Regions from separate parts of the Mus musculus genome. Here regions 1 and 2 are each linked to region 3. A link is a contact called in public HiChIP or PLAC-seq data. All regions are on one chromosome and are shown on one strand. Each heading gives the region's core, a stretch centred on a gene start, on an enhancer-like site or on the middle of the called end of the contact. The rest is flanking DNA. Distances are from core to core; before and after follow the strand shown. Region 1 has its middle 3.4 kb from the start of Gm46607. Region 2 has its middle 7.8 kb from the start of 4930542M03Rik. Region 3 holds the start of Gtpbp2 (GTP binding protein 2).

What was found. HiChIP or PLAC-seq counts read pairs in DNA pulled down with a chosen protein or histone mark.
Region 1: a FOXA1 HiChIP or PLAC-seq map of pancreatic cancer cells shows a contact between it and region 3. The contact joins the enhancer-like site here to the promoter of Gtpbp2 in region 3. A contact is called at or near these places in 4 of 39 promoter capture datasets (the HPC-7 cell line, cranial neural crest and liver), 15 of 115 datasets of contacts at active chromatin or transcription factors (the NIH/3T3 cell line, acute myeloid leukemia, bone marrow-derived macrophages and 12 more) and 2 of 9 other capture datasets (adipose tissue and embryonic stem cells).
Region 2: a contact with region 3 is called in an H3K4me3 HiChIP or PLAC-seq map of stem cell-derived neural progenitor cells, with 2.4 times the contacts expected there. The contact joins the enhancer-like site here to the promoter of Gtpbp2 in region 3. A contact is called at or near these places in 4 of 39 promoter capture datasets (the 3T3-L1 cell line, 3T3-L1-derived adipocytes, cranial neural crest and 1 more) and 5 of 115 datasets of contacts at active chromatin or transcription factors (embryonic stem cells, pancreatic cancer cells and stem cell-derived neural progenitor cells).

Annotation. Positions count from the first base shown.
Region 1 is chr17:45,783,480-45,787,215 of GRCm38.p6, reverse strand. No RefSeq gene overlaps it. Among named protein-coding and RNA genes, the nearest start is that of Gm46607, 3.4 kb to the left of the region's middle. Within about 2 kb of position 2,110, at least 20 of the 459 cell types and tissues checked have an H3K27ac peak or open chromatin away from gene starts, as enhancers often do. A contact at or near this core is called in pancreatic cancer cells, where this site is marked.
Region 2 is chr17:45,871,809-45,875,558 of GRCm38.p6, reverse strand. No RefSeq gene overlaps it. Among named protein-coding and RNA genes, the nearest start is that of 4930542M03Rik, 7.8 kb to the left of the region's middle. Within about 2 kb of position 1,833, at least 150 of the 459 cell types and tissues checked have an H3K27ac peak or open chromatin away from gene starts, as enhancers often do. A contact at or near this core is called in liver, pancreatic cancer cells and stem cell-derived neural progenitor cells, where this site is marked.
Region 3 is chr17:46,159,735-46,163,768 of GRCm38.p6, reverse strand. Gtpbp2 (GTP binding protein 2) reads right to left here and starts at 2,737. Exons shown (of 12, transcript NM_019581.3): 1 at 2,443-2,737; 2 at 260-286. The coding sequence starts at 2,628.

The DNA of each region.
Region 1 (3,736 bases), core at 861-3,360, 380 kb after region 3:
AGGCTAGCCTGATCTACAGAGTGAGTTCCAGGACAGCCAGAGCTACACAGAGAAATCCTGTCTCAGAAATAAATAAGCACAAGAGAGCTAATAATAAAGTGATGCTTTTTGCCTTCCACCGTATGCACTGCCTAGTGTCTCCTGAGGTTGAGTGACTTTGTGTCGTATGCTTCACAAGGGAAACACAGTAGTTCACACTGGAAGCCAGGCATGGTAGCACACACCTCTAGTCCTAGCACTCGGGAAGCGAAGGCATGAGGATCTCTGTGAGTTCAAGGCCAGGTTATCTACATAGGGAGTTCTAGGCCAACCAGACCTATGGGGTAAGATCTTGTCTAAAATATGGGGGGACAGGGGGGGAGGAAGAAAGAAAGAAATTAGTTTTACGTTGGACAAACAACAGCACAAACAGGGTGCAGCAGGCTCAGCAAATGTCCCAAGTTCACGTCTACATTCAACTCACACTTATAGCCAGTGGCGATAGCTCTCCAGTATTTACACAATGCACATAGCCGAGAACCAGAGGACAGGAGACACTGTCTGAAGATAGACAGCGGTAGGTACTATGGAGTGAACCAGAAATGGAACGTGAAAGGTTGCTAGGCAGGAGGTTCAGAGAAGTCCCTGCTCAAGGACAAATGACAGGACAAAGGAGCCCCACTTGTAGATGTCTGGGTGAATTGTCCAGGCAAAGGGGACAACTGGTACAGGTGTTCATCACGGTCTCTCACCTGGAACACCCAAGAAACAAGAAGGTTCAAGGGGCAAGCTGGACAACGAACCAAGGAGTAGGATGGGGAGGTCAGAGGAGCAATAGGGGTTGGTTAGGTAGGGTTTCATGAACAGCCATGTGCTGGCTTTTTTTTTCCTGGAGGAGATGAGGGTCTCTATCTGAGCTAAGCATGGCATGGTCTGGAGTACAGTTGAGCAAAATCTCTGGCTACTGAGGATGAGGGGAAGCTGAGCAAGGCGGGGATGGTTCCGAGCCACTGTCAGATCCAGCTGAGATGGGATGCAGGCCTGATCACATGGCGATGGTGACCCTCGAGGGCTGTGGATGCATTCTGAAGGCAGAAGCAGTCAGATTCACTCACCATCTGCACTGTGCTGTAGAAAAAGAGAAGGAAGCCCAGGTTAGACTAGGAATGTGGCTCAGGTGCAAAGCACTTGACAGACATGGACAAGACTGAGTTCAGTGCCTGGGTCGGAGGAGGAGGAGAAGGAGGAGGAGGAGGAGGAGGAGGAGGAGGAGGGAAGGAAGGAAGGAAGGAAGGAAGGAAGGAAGGAAGGAAGGAAGGAAGGAACTGAGCTGGGGAAGAAAGCGTGGAGAATCATGTCCTATAGGCCAAAATAAGACAACACAGAAGACTTCTCTGGAAACAGGCACGAATGCTTTCAAAAAGTGAATGTCTTTCAACTAAAACATTGCATTTCAAGAATGTGTTCTGAGTAAATATGTCTGACAGTGCATTCAGTTTCACTGCCAAGCAGGGAGGGGGTTGTGTGGGTGTGCAGGGAGAGCGGTTCTTGACTATGTGGACATAATACCAAAACCAGGAAACACTTCTGCAATCAGGTAATCACCAAAATTTGAATACTCCATGACCCTCGGACAGATTTGTTGGTGCATCTTATTAAGTACAAGCCAGCAGGTCATAAATCGTGATCATCAACAAGGCACTGCGTTAGTCAAGAACATGGAGACCACTTCAGGTGCTCTGCTCTGCTTAAACACAGGGGATTCTATATTTACAACGCTGGGAAGGGATGGCTCAGCTTTCCTGTTAGGTCTTAGGAAGTCAGGAAGTGGCTGAAACCACAAGACACCTGAGCCTCCAGGATCAAAGCAACGCAAAAGCCTAAATCCTGTATCTGCCAAAGCCCACGCATCTGCCCTCAGACGGTGAGCAACACTGGAGCTTCTTTTCCATTCACCGAAGCCTGTGGCGGTGTCGCTCTTTGGCACCCAGGGGATTCTGAGGACTCTCGTTCTCTGGCTTCTGGCCCCTCCTGGGCAGAAAAGGGAGGGAAATATCCTGAGCTGCCAGCAGACAGTACTGCATACGTTCATAAGTATGGCTTTACAAAGATAACATGCCAAAGATACGGCTGATAGAATAAACACTGTGGTGAGCCACACCCCCTAATGCCCGGAACTTATGACTGTTGTGTCACCAGGCCAAGGGGACTTCACAGACATGATTAAGTCTATAGATCTTGAAATCAGGAGAACCTCACGAGTCCTTAAAAGCAGAGACTGTTCCCTCTGGCTTCCCCTTTGCCAGATCGCCGCCTTCTGCAAACCTGCTTCTAGCAAGGTTTAGAAAAGGATTCTCCAAGCCCAGGGATCCCCAGATCTAGGATGGGAGGTGTCGTTTTCTCTAAGCAACACCAAGTTGTTGATCCAAAGGGGAAATGGCATCCTTTCTCAAAAGAGTAGTCATCCTGCTCTCTTGGCTCCGTCTCCCTCAGCACATCTGGGATGTGTTTTCTAGAAGCTTCCCCCTGGAGGCTTGGGCCTGGTACAGAAATTGAGGAGACTGGAAATGAGTGAGGCTCATGCCAGGACCCACCAACAGCACCTACTTTCCACAGGAAGCCACATCAGTAGAGATGCCGCCATGATTTTGCAAGAGAGTTCCAGGGAAAGCCCTCTTGGGTTTTGGCTGGTGGAAGCAACTCAACTGCCCCAGGCGCCTCACGCTACCTAGCATCCTGCCTGCCTTTGCTCCCTGTCCAAGACCAACCTTCAGCATCTATCTTGCCTTTCATTCCAAGGTCCCCCACTGACTATCGCACCCGACTCCTTCAAGCGAGGCCATCCTGGCTCTTCTGCCTTGAGCCTCGTTTAGTAACAGAGAACCTCCTCATGTGACCACCTCCTCTCTGTATTCCCAGGTTCCTGTGTCTGGAAAACAGAGCCAGTCCAGGTGTCCCTTCTGAAACATACCAGAAGCTCATAAGAACTCCTCAATGCTCCCGGCATGGTAGCCGTCTAGTCTCCTCTGGCCTTTCTGGCTAGACACAGTCAACCATGCTCTTCCTCATTCTGCCTAGAGTCCCAGCACTGTGCTTATATCTATGTTCGAGTGTGTGTGTATGTGTGTGTGTGTGTTGTGCATGCATGTACATGTGGGTACATTCACCCATACATACACATATGTAGGCCAGAGTTCAGCATCTGACGTCTTCTTCAGTCGATCTTCACCTTAGTTTTTGAGACAGGTTCTCTCACTGAACCTGGAGCTCAATGTTTCCGACCAGACTGGCTGGCCAGTGAGCTTCTCCCAGCCCCACCCACCTGGGATCCTCAGGTCTCCACCTGCCTTCTAGCACTGAAATTACAGATGTGTGCCACGGTGCCTGAGTTTTACGTGTGTGCCTGAGATCCGAACCCGGGTCCTTTTGCTTGCACAGACAAGCACTTTACTCACTGAGCTAAAGTTCTAGTTCCCCGCTCCCCTCCCCATTTGTATGTTCTTAATCTTTGCTCGAGAGAAGAAAAGGAAGATGTCTGTCTCCTACCAGTGATAGAAACGAAGCCATAGGGTCACCTCCCCTTCTCTTAAAAGACCATGTGAACGGAGGGCCTGGGAGGGCTTGCTTCTTTCATGGTCCTGACAAGTGAAGGTTCTTTCCTTAGCCACCTGGCCCCATCCCATCACCCACACAGGTGCCTACAGCTCCTCCAACTCTGCAAGACTCTGCACTGGAAAATCACCCAACCTTTTCACCA
Region 2 (3,750 bases), core at 584-3,083, 290 kb after region 3:
TTCCAGTGGTTGTTCCTTCTGTCGCCCAGCCTGCGGTCGCCTGCCTACTGCAGCCAGGGCACGAGAAGCCTGGGCAAAGCTCTCAACCTGCTTCAGCTGTTGGTCGAGAGCCCATGGGTAGACATCTTGGTCCAGCTCCAACACTAACAGGCTTTAGCTCTAAGCTCTTGGAACCCCAGTTTAAACCTCTGCTTTAAAACGGAGTTTAAAAAGGCCTCCCCGGCAACATTAATGGGAAGATGTCTGGTGCTATAGTTTGAAGGTAGTCACTAGTGCCAGAAGGGATTGATGCTGGTCTCAAGGAGCAAGTAAGTTCACACCAAGAAGAGGCTGTTGAAAAGAGCTAGCCTGGTCCCCGGGTCTCTCGACTTCTGTATAATCTCTTCTACACACATCACTGCATATCAATGGGATACCATCTCCAATGAGCTCCTAACAAAAGCCAATCTGAGTCTCTAGAGCTGCAAGCTTCTATAATAAACTTCTTTTCTATATGAAATACCTTTGTACCCAGTCTTAGGTATTTTGTGATAGCAACAGAAGATGGATAAATATATCAAGTATCATATGGGAGGCACCTAGAAATAAGCCCAATATCCCAGGTCACCTGGAGAAAATTTAATTCCAGCTACTCTTTTTAAATACAGTGTCTCAGGTGGCTCAGACTAACAGCCACTAGGTCACTGAGGGTGACTGAGAACCTAGGGTCCTCCTGTTCCCAGCTCCCTAGTGCTGGGGTTAGCAGAGGCTTATGTGGTGCTGATGGCTAAGGCTGGCCTTTGTATGTGCTGGGGAGTCTACCCATCGAGCTACCTCCCCAGCCTAGTCTCAGCCACTTACTCATGGAACATGGATTGAGCACCTACTGAAAGCAATGCCAACCATGAGTGGCACAGCCTTGGCGCTGTGGAGCGGGGAAGGCAACCGCAGTGCACGTGGGACGCCAGTATGAGAAGGGGAAACCTAGGCCCAAGGAGCGTATAACTTGCCTACATCAGAACCCAAGAGTTTCATTTTTAAATGGTGGAAGTTAGGGGACAACCCTCAGATGTCAGTTTTGTCCTTCTGCTATGGGAGTTGGGGATCCAGCTCAAGTCCTCGGGGCTTCAGGAGCCGACGCCATCTTGCCATCCCATGGAGTTCCTTCTCCTTGCCCTCACATCCTGCTGCGTGGGGTATGGGTGGTAAAGAGAGATCTGAGCCACCACAGAAAGGACAACAGTGGTGTGACGCCCCTCCCCCATGTGCCGGTACAAGCCCGCTCTGCCTCACTGTGGAGAGGGGCTTAGGGCAATGACAGACTCAGAGGGACAACCACAACAAACCAGACACCTGCCTGTAGGAACCTGGATTCCTTCATGGGGGTTGGGGGGGAGGGTGCTCCAGAAGTTTAGAGGTAACACCATTGCTCTCCTGCCTGCCATGCTCTTAACAGGCCCGGAGCGGCCATCCTCCCCTCCTTCCCCCAGGCTTTGATGGCCTGTCCAGCCTGTGGTTCCCCCAAGGCTCTGAATTATTCAGCCCGGGGAACCAGGCAGTGAGTCGCATGTCTACCCCCAGGCCACAAAATAGATTATCTTTTTTCTTTATTATTATTATCATTAGCTGTCCCTTGTTAGCTTATAATTGCGATCGTGTAACATTTAATAGAGGCACAAAGCAATGCTCACGGCTGGCCCACAGTCATTCATTAGCTAACAAGATGGAGCGGCTCATAAAAAAAGAGCCGTTAAAAAAAAAAATTCCGGAGAAATGGAAAGCGGGAGGTGATGCAAGCTCTGGCTAACAAAGACAGGAGGCTGGGGGAGGCGGGTCGGGTGTGAGCTGAATAACCCGGTCCTGATAAGCCACAAAGCAGAGCCGGCTGCTCCTCCTGCCCCGCCGCCTGAGTCAGAGAAACAGGGATGTGTTGGAAATCCAGCAATGTAATTAGCAGGTTGCATCATCATGCCTCCATTATAAATTACAATGGGCAGAAAGAGGGTGGATGGAGGGGCAGGGATTAAATGGGGTAACCTGATCCCCATGCCGGTGGGGGCAGAGAACTCAGGACCTGTCACACTCCCGGACACTCTGCGACCTGAGTAGCCTCTGCCTACCCGCGGCACAGGACTCTGGGGTGGGATGGGGTGCAGGGACTAGACCTACTCTCAAAGACGGCTTTGTGTGGGCTGGGAGAATGATTTACTAGCTGGAGGAATCAAAGGTGTGAAAGAGGATGGCCCTGTTAACCCCCGCCATTGTCTCCTGGCTCCTGGAATGTCCTCTGGCCCCACCCACCTATGCACCTGTGCACACGGTGGGGATTTGGGATGGACCAGGTGAAAATCTGTCTCTGGGAGCTGGAGTGATAAGATCTAAATTACACACACACACACACACACACACACACACACACACACATCCCCAGCAGAGAGGCAGGAGCCACCAGTCGGGGGCGGGAGGGGGGCAGGTATTGAGACTCAGCAAACAGGGGGTGATCCACGGTAGCTTCTAAGAAGAGATGGGGGATGGTGGTTGGTGGGGGGACCTCAGATTTAATGAGAGATGAGACCTCTCCTGGGGCCCATCTTAAATTTTTACCACCTCTGGACTGTTGGTGCTTAGGCAAACCCTTTCATTTCTTCAAACCTCAGTTTCCCCACTTCAGACTACTAGCTAGCTAAATAACCACGGCCAGTAATTTCCTATTTCCCATGCCCCATTCTCCGAGCCAGGTCTTATCGCAACTGGCCGTGTGACCCCAAGACAAGCTACCCACTCATCTATAGCCCCTTGCTGAATCTCTGACCCCATTTACAAGGACATGTGTCCCACGAGCTCTTGGACATCCCTCTGCACCCGGGCGGCCGCTGGCTAACCTGGCACCTGAGAGGTCAGGGAACTGGGCCGGTAGCCCTGAGAAATCTGTGAATCACAGACTAGTGAGGCAGAGGGCAAGGCATATGGAAGGCAAGGCAAACGGAGGTGGATGGCATCGCTCCACCTGAGCCCGTGTGGAATCCCGCCCCGTTCTTCCTCCTGCCGTGAGCTTGCCTTTCAGCCTGGCCTCTGCAAACAGCCCTCGCCGTGTTTTCTTAGCAGCCCTGATCTTGTGTGCAGGAAATAATCCCATTAACTGTATTATTGCTGTGGAGAGAAGACCAGGGAACAGCTGCCCTAAAGTTCAATGAACTCGGCTCTCTCTTGAACGGAAAACCACAGAGCTGAAGCAATTGCCCAGTAGCAAACTTTCTTTGAACACCGTTTGGCTATGCAGAGTGGCGTTCTGAGTGCAGGAGAGAGAAGGCAGCTGCCTCTGAGCCACCAAACACCCTCAGTCACTCCGGGGTCTCTAACTCTGTGGACCCCGTCTCCTCAACAAACTAAGGAAACAGGACACCTAGTAAGGGTCAGGGAGTGTGTTGCCATTTCAGTTGGCACTACCCTCTCTTGGCCCCCAGCCCTGTCTGTCCTCTGCCTGACTACAGAGGCCTCCTATCTCCTTATCAGACACCTTGCTAAATGTTGACCACGCTCTCTCCTGCTTAAACGCGGTAGGTAGAAAGACCCAGCTCGAAGTGCCAAGGCTTAGCAGGTTTTCCAACCCATCTTAGCCCAACCACTTCCCTTCCCAACCAATTATCTATGTCGCCCGGTTACCCGGAGTCAGTTGGACTAGTCCCAGCACACCCCAGGCTAGGCTGCATTTCTGTGCCTTGGCACAAGCTGTTCCAAATGTCCATTCCCTGGCTCTGTGGGCAATTGATA
Region 3 (4,034 bases), core at 1,488-3,987:
AAGACTACAGAGAAAGCCTGTCTCAAAAACCCAGAAGAAAAAAAAAATTAAAAATCTTAAAAATATATCAAACAAACAAATCCTTCGCCCTGACCACTCTAGCAGTGATTCTTTCCTTACACAGTGACCTCAGAGAGCTCGCCATGATACCATGCAGCATGAAGCCACATCATCAAGTTGGAGAGCTATCAGAGAGATCACCTCCCACTGACAAGGGCAACTCCATCCATTCCCTTCTCCTCCCCAACGCAAGACTCACTTTATATTCGATGTTTCCATCTTCAGCCTGAAAAGAAACAGGAAGCAGTTACCATATCCTGTCCAGACCCCCATCCCTACTTCCCCTCAATTCCCAATGACCTCAGGCACAGAAAGCAGGAAGAAAGCCCAACTGGCACCTGCCAGTGCTGGCATCCGCCAAGAAGCAGTGGAAGACAGATGCTAAGCTTCCATGTGGCCTCTGAGGAAAGGCCTGTAAGGACACAGCAAACCACCCGTTTATCTAAGATCAGAGCACCAAGTCTTCAGCACTGATCTTCCTAGACACAAGCTCACCTCTCTGCCCCCACCCGCCACAGCCTCCAACTGCTGCGCGGGCTCGGGTATTTGGTTTTGGTTTCTTTTTCTGTGTTCAGGATATTGAAGCCTTTCTTTTTGACATCCATCTGGTAGACACTACTTCCTTCTGGCCCCTCCCTCTCAGCTGATGCCATCAAGTGTAAGAGGCTACAGGCTCTGGAACGGAGCCAAAGTATGAACTCAGCACTGGTCACTACAAACGCCCCCGAGATAAGAGGCCCAGGTAAGAGAGGAACAGAAGTCCGAAGTTGGGACTTACCCAAACAAACCAGGAAAGCTTAGGGGCAGACTCCATAAAGTGAACTCACTGTGGCTTTTTATGCCCTTTTCATGCCTCAGTGAGGTGAAACCAGGAAACCATCACATAACCTCTTCGAGCAACAGCCACCTTTTGGGCTGTGTGCCACACACACCTGCCCCGCGCCACCCTCCACCCTCCACCCCCTGGACAAAAGGTTATGTATGAGCTTGACTTATATACCGTCTGCCTGGTCTGCCTGCATTTCTGCGCTCCTCCTCTCTGGCCATTTTATTTTTCTCTTTCCCTCTTGGTCATCATGCTGTCTTTAAAGTCCTTAGAGGTGTCTTTATCCATACTGTCAACCACACCATGGAATGCGTAGGAGCTCTTTTCCCATCAACAAAGAAACCTTTCTACTCTTCTGCTGAAGGTGAATAATTAGGATAGCTGACTATAAAGATGGTAGAAAGATAATCTTGGCCAATGGTTCTCAAAGACCATTGTGGTGCTAAGACCACAACATTAGCTTGTAAGAAATGCCAAACAATCAGGCCCGTCTCTCACCCACTGAATCAGAATTCTATGAGCAGGAACAGCAACCTGAATCACTCTGGTGCACACTTAAAAGTCATAATCACCCATTGAAGCTCTTCCCACCTTGGGTTCTCCCATCTTTGTTTTTCAAAACAAGGTTTCTTTGTGGAGCCATGGCTATCCTGTAACTTGCTCTGTAGACCAGGCTGGCCTTGAACTCAGAGATCCCCCTGCCTCTGACTCCCAAGTGATGGGATTTTTTTTTTTTTTACATTATTTTTATTTTACGTGCATTGGTGTTCTGTCTGCATGTATGTGTGTGAGGGCATCAGACTTCCTGGAACTGGAGTTGCAGACCGTTGTGAGCAGCTATGTGGGTGCTGGGAACTGAACTGGGGGTCCTTTGGAAGAACAGACAGTGCTCTTAATCGCTGAGCCATCTCTCCAGAGTGATGGGACTTAAAGGCGAGCCCACTAGCTCCCGACTGGGTTCTCCTATTTTAAGAGGAAGGAAAGTAGTCTTCTCTGCCTTGAGGACTCCCAGAGCGGGTTCGTGCGGACTCTTCTCTGTGTCCACAGCCCCACAGGACAAGGAAAGGGCAGAGGGCTACGTCTAACTGTTCTCTGGTTTAATGTGTGTGGGTACTGAAGAATAGGGAAGGAACACATTGCTCTTGTCCCGGCTACTCCCCTTCTCCCTGTGGATTAAGTTTAGAAAAACGTTGGTTACTCTGCCTGCCCTCTTTTCCCAGTACAGTGTTCCTTCCCCACTCCCAGAGTAAGTAGGGGTTCAGACATCCTCTGCTCTTCTCAAGAGGAAAGGATCCCCGGTTCCCACTAATCCAAAGGTTATGGAGGTGAAAGGGGCAGTCCCTTCCCGAGGTCCTGACACTGAAAAGGATCGTCCAGTCTTGACGATCCCGCTTTGTAGGGGTCTTGGAACAGGAGGAGGGGTTCTCTTCCCCGGTCCTTCCTCCCTTGGGTCTTGACACCGGAAAGGGGGATTGATTTTCTCTCTCCCGCCTCCTTGGAGTCTCGGGGACCGGAAGAGTAGTTCCCCATGGCTCCGCCACTTTTCAGGTGCTCACCTCTGGGGGCAGGTACGGAGGGTTGTTGGCTTTACCTCCTCTGTTCCTTCCGTTCTTCTTCTTCCCCTTTGGGCCCCCGCAACTGCTGCTACCGCCGGCCCCCCGAGCTTTGAGGTTTCCACCCATGGCCGGGCCTCCTCCGGGCCGGCAGCAGCCGCCGAACAGCTCCGATACCCGCGAGTCCATCCGCCGCTGCCACCAGCCCCCCGCCCGACCCCTCCCCCCCGCCACTGCCGCCGCCCCTACTGCCACCGCCGAGTCGGGCCAGCCGGAGGAGAGCGGGGTGTGGCCCACTGTAGGCCACGCCCCTGCCTTCCCTGTCCTCCTAGTCGCGTCAGAAAAAGCCGCAGGGCATCAAGGGATACTGAGTCCGCAGCTATGAGATTTAGTGCTAAAGAATGCGAGTTCGAACTACAATTCCCAAGAGGCATCGCTATGCGAGAGTCACAGGTGGCTTCGGGGGCGAGGGCAGCAAGCGCGCCTTGAGCGCAAAGACTAAGGGGAGTTGTAGTCGGCACCCAGTTTCCCGTACTGCCAGCGGCTTCTCTTCTAGGGGCAGTAGGAAGGCTTTGTGGCCTGAGATTAGGGACAGTAACCGGAGGTGAAGGGCTTATATCAGAATTGAACTGGGTTTGACCTTTCGGCGCTGACCCCAGACAACAAGTTAAAAATCGGGGAGGTTGGATCTGACAGCCTGCTGGCTCCACCTCTGCCTCAGTTTCTTTCCTGACGGCTGGAGTGCTGTCGAGTGAGTCAGGGCAAAAGCTAGGGCGGAGGCAGATGGTAGTTATAGCATAATTAGAGCTGTTATTGTGACGATGATTATGCCACCCTTGCAATATAGTCACTGTTTTATTACTTGGGTGGCACAATCCGGGGGTTGGTTTTAGCAGCCCCAGGCACCGCAGTGGCCAGACACGTGTCCAGGACCCATAAAGCAGCCAGCTGCCTAAGGTTTGGAGGGTGCCTACTGCAAGTATCTCTCCTCCCCTTTGTTTTGAAGTTTAGCCAATCCCGGAAAACAGAATTTGGTTTAAAACTTGTCCGGAGGAGGGGCCTGGCCCCTACTTGGGGCGGAGCTGGGGTTCCAGTTACGTCAACCACCAGGGGGCGGGGAAAGTAGCCAGGAATAGAACTTGTCCTAGGACGCCAGGGGATTGCTGATTTGTCTTTCTAGCCAAGCTGTCTCTCCTGTCCTTCAGAACTCTCAGAGCGACATAAACCAGTATACGGGGCACCAAAGGCTCAGAATGGAGAAGCAGAATTGCTGGGCACAGAGTCAGGACGCCAGGGTTCAAATTCCAGCGCCGTGGCTATCTCATGACTCACAGTACGTCCATTCCCCTCTCTTCACAAACAACCAGGTGTTCACACATAGCCAAGAAATAGAACAGAGTTTGAAAGTTCTCCACGGTACGGTAGGAGCACTTACCTCTGGTGTACTCTGAAGGAGTTCAGACCTGGTTGAGTCCATAACTTCTGCACAGTTCCACATCGAAGGAGACGAGTCTATTGAGCATGCAGTCGCTGTCCACATTGGATAGTTTCCACACCAGCTATATACCAAAAGAACCAAAAGTTGAAAAGCCTTG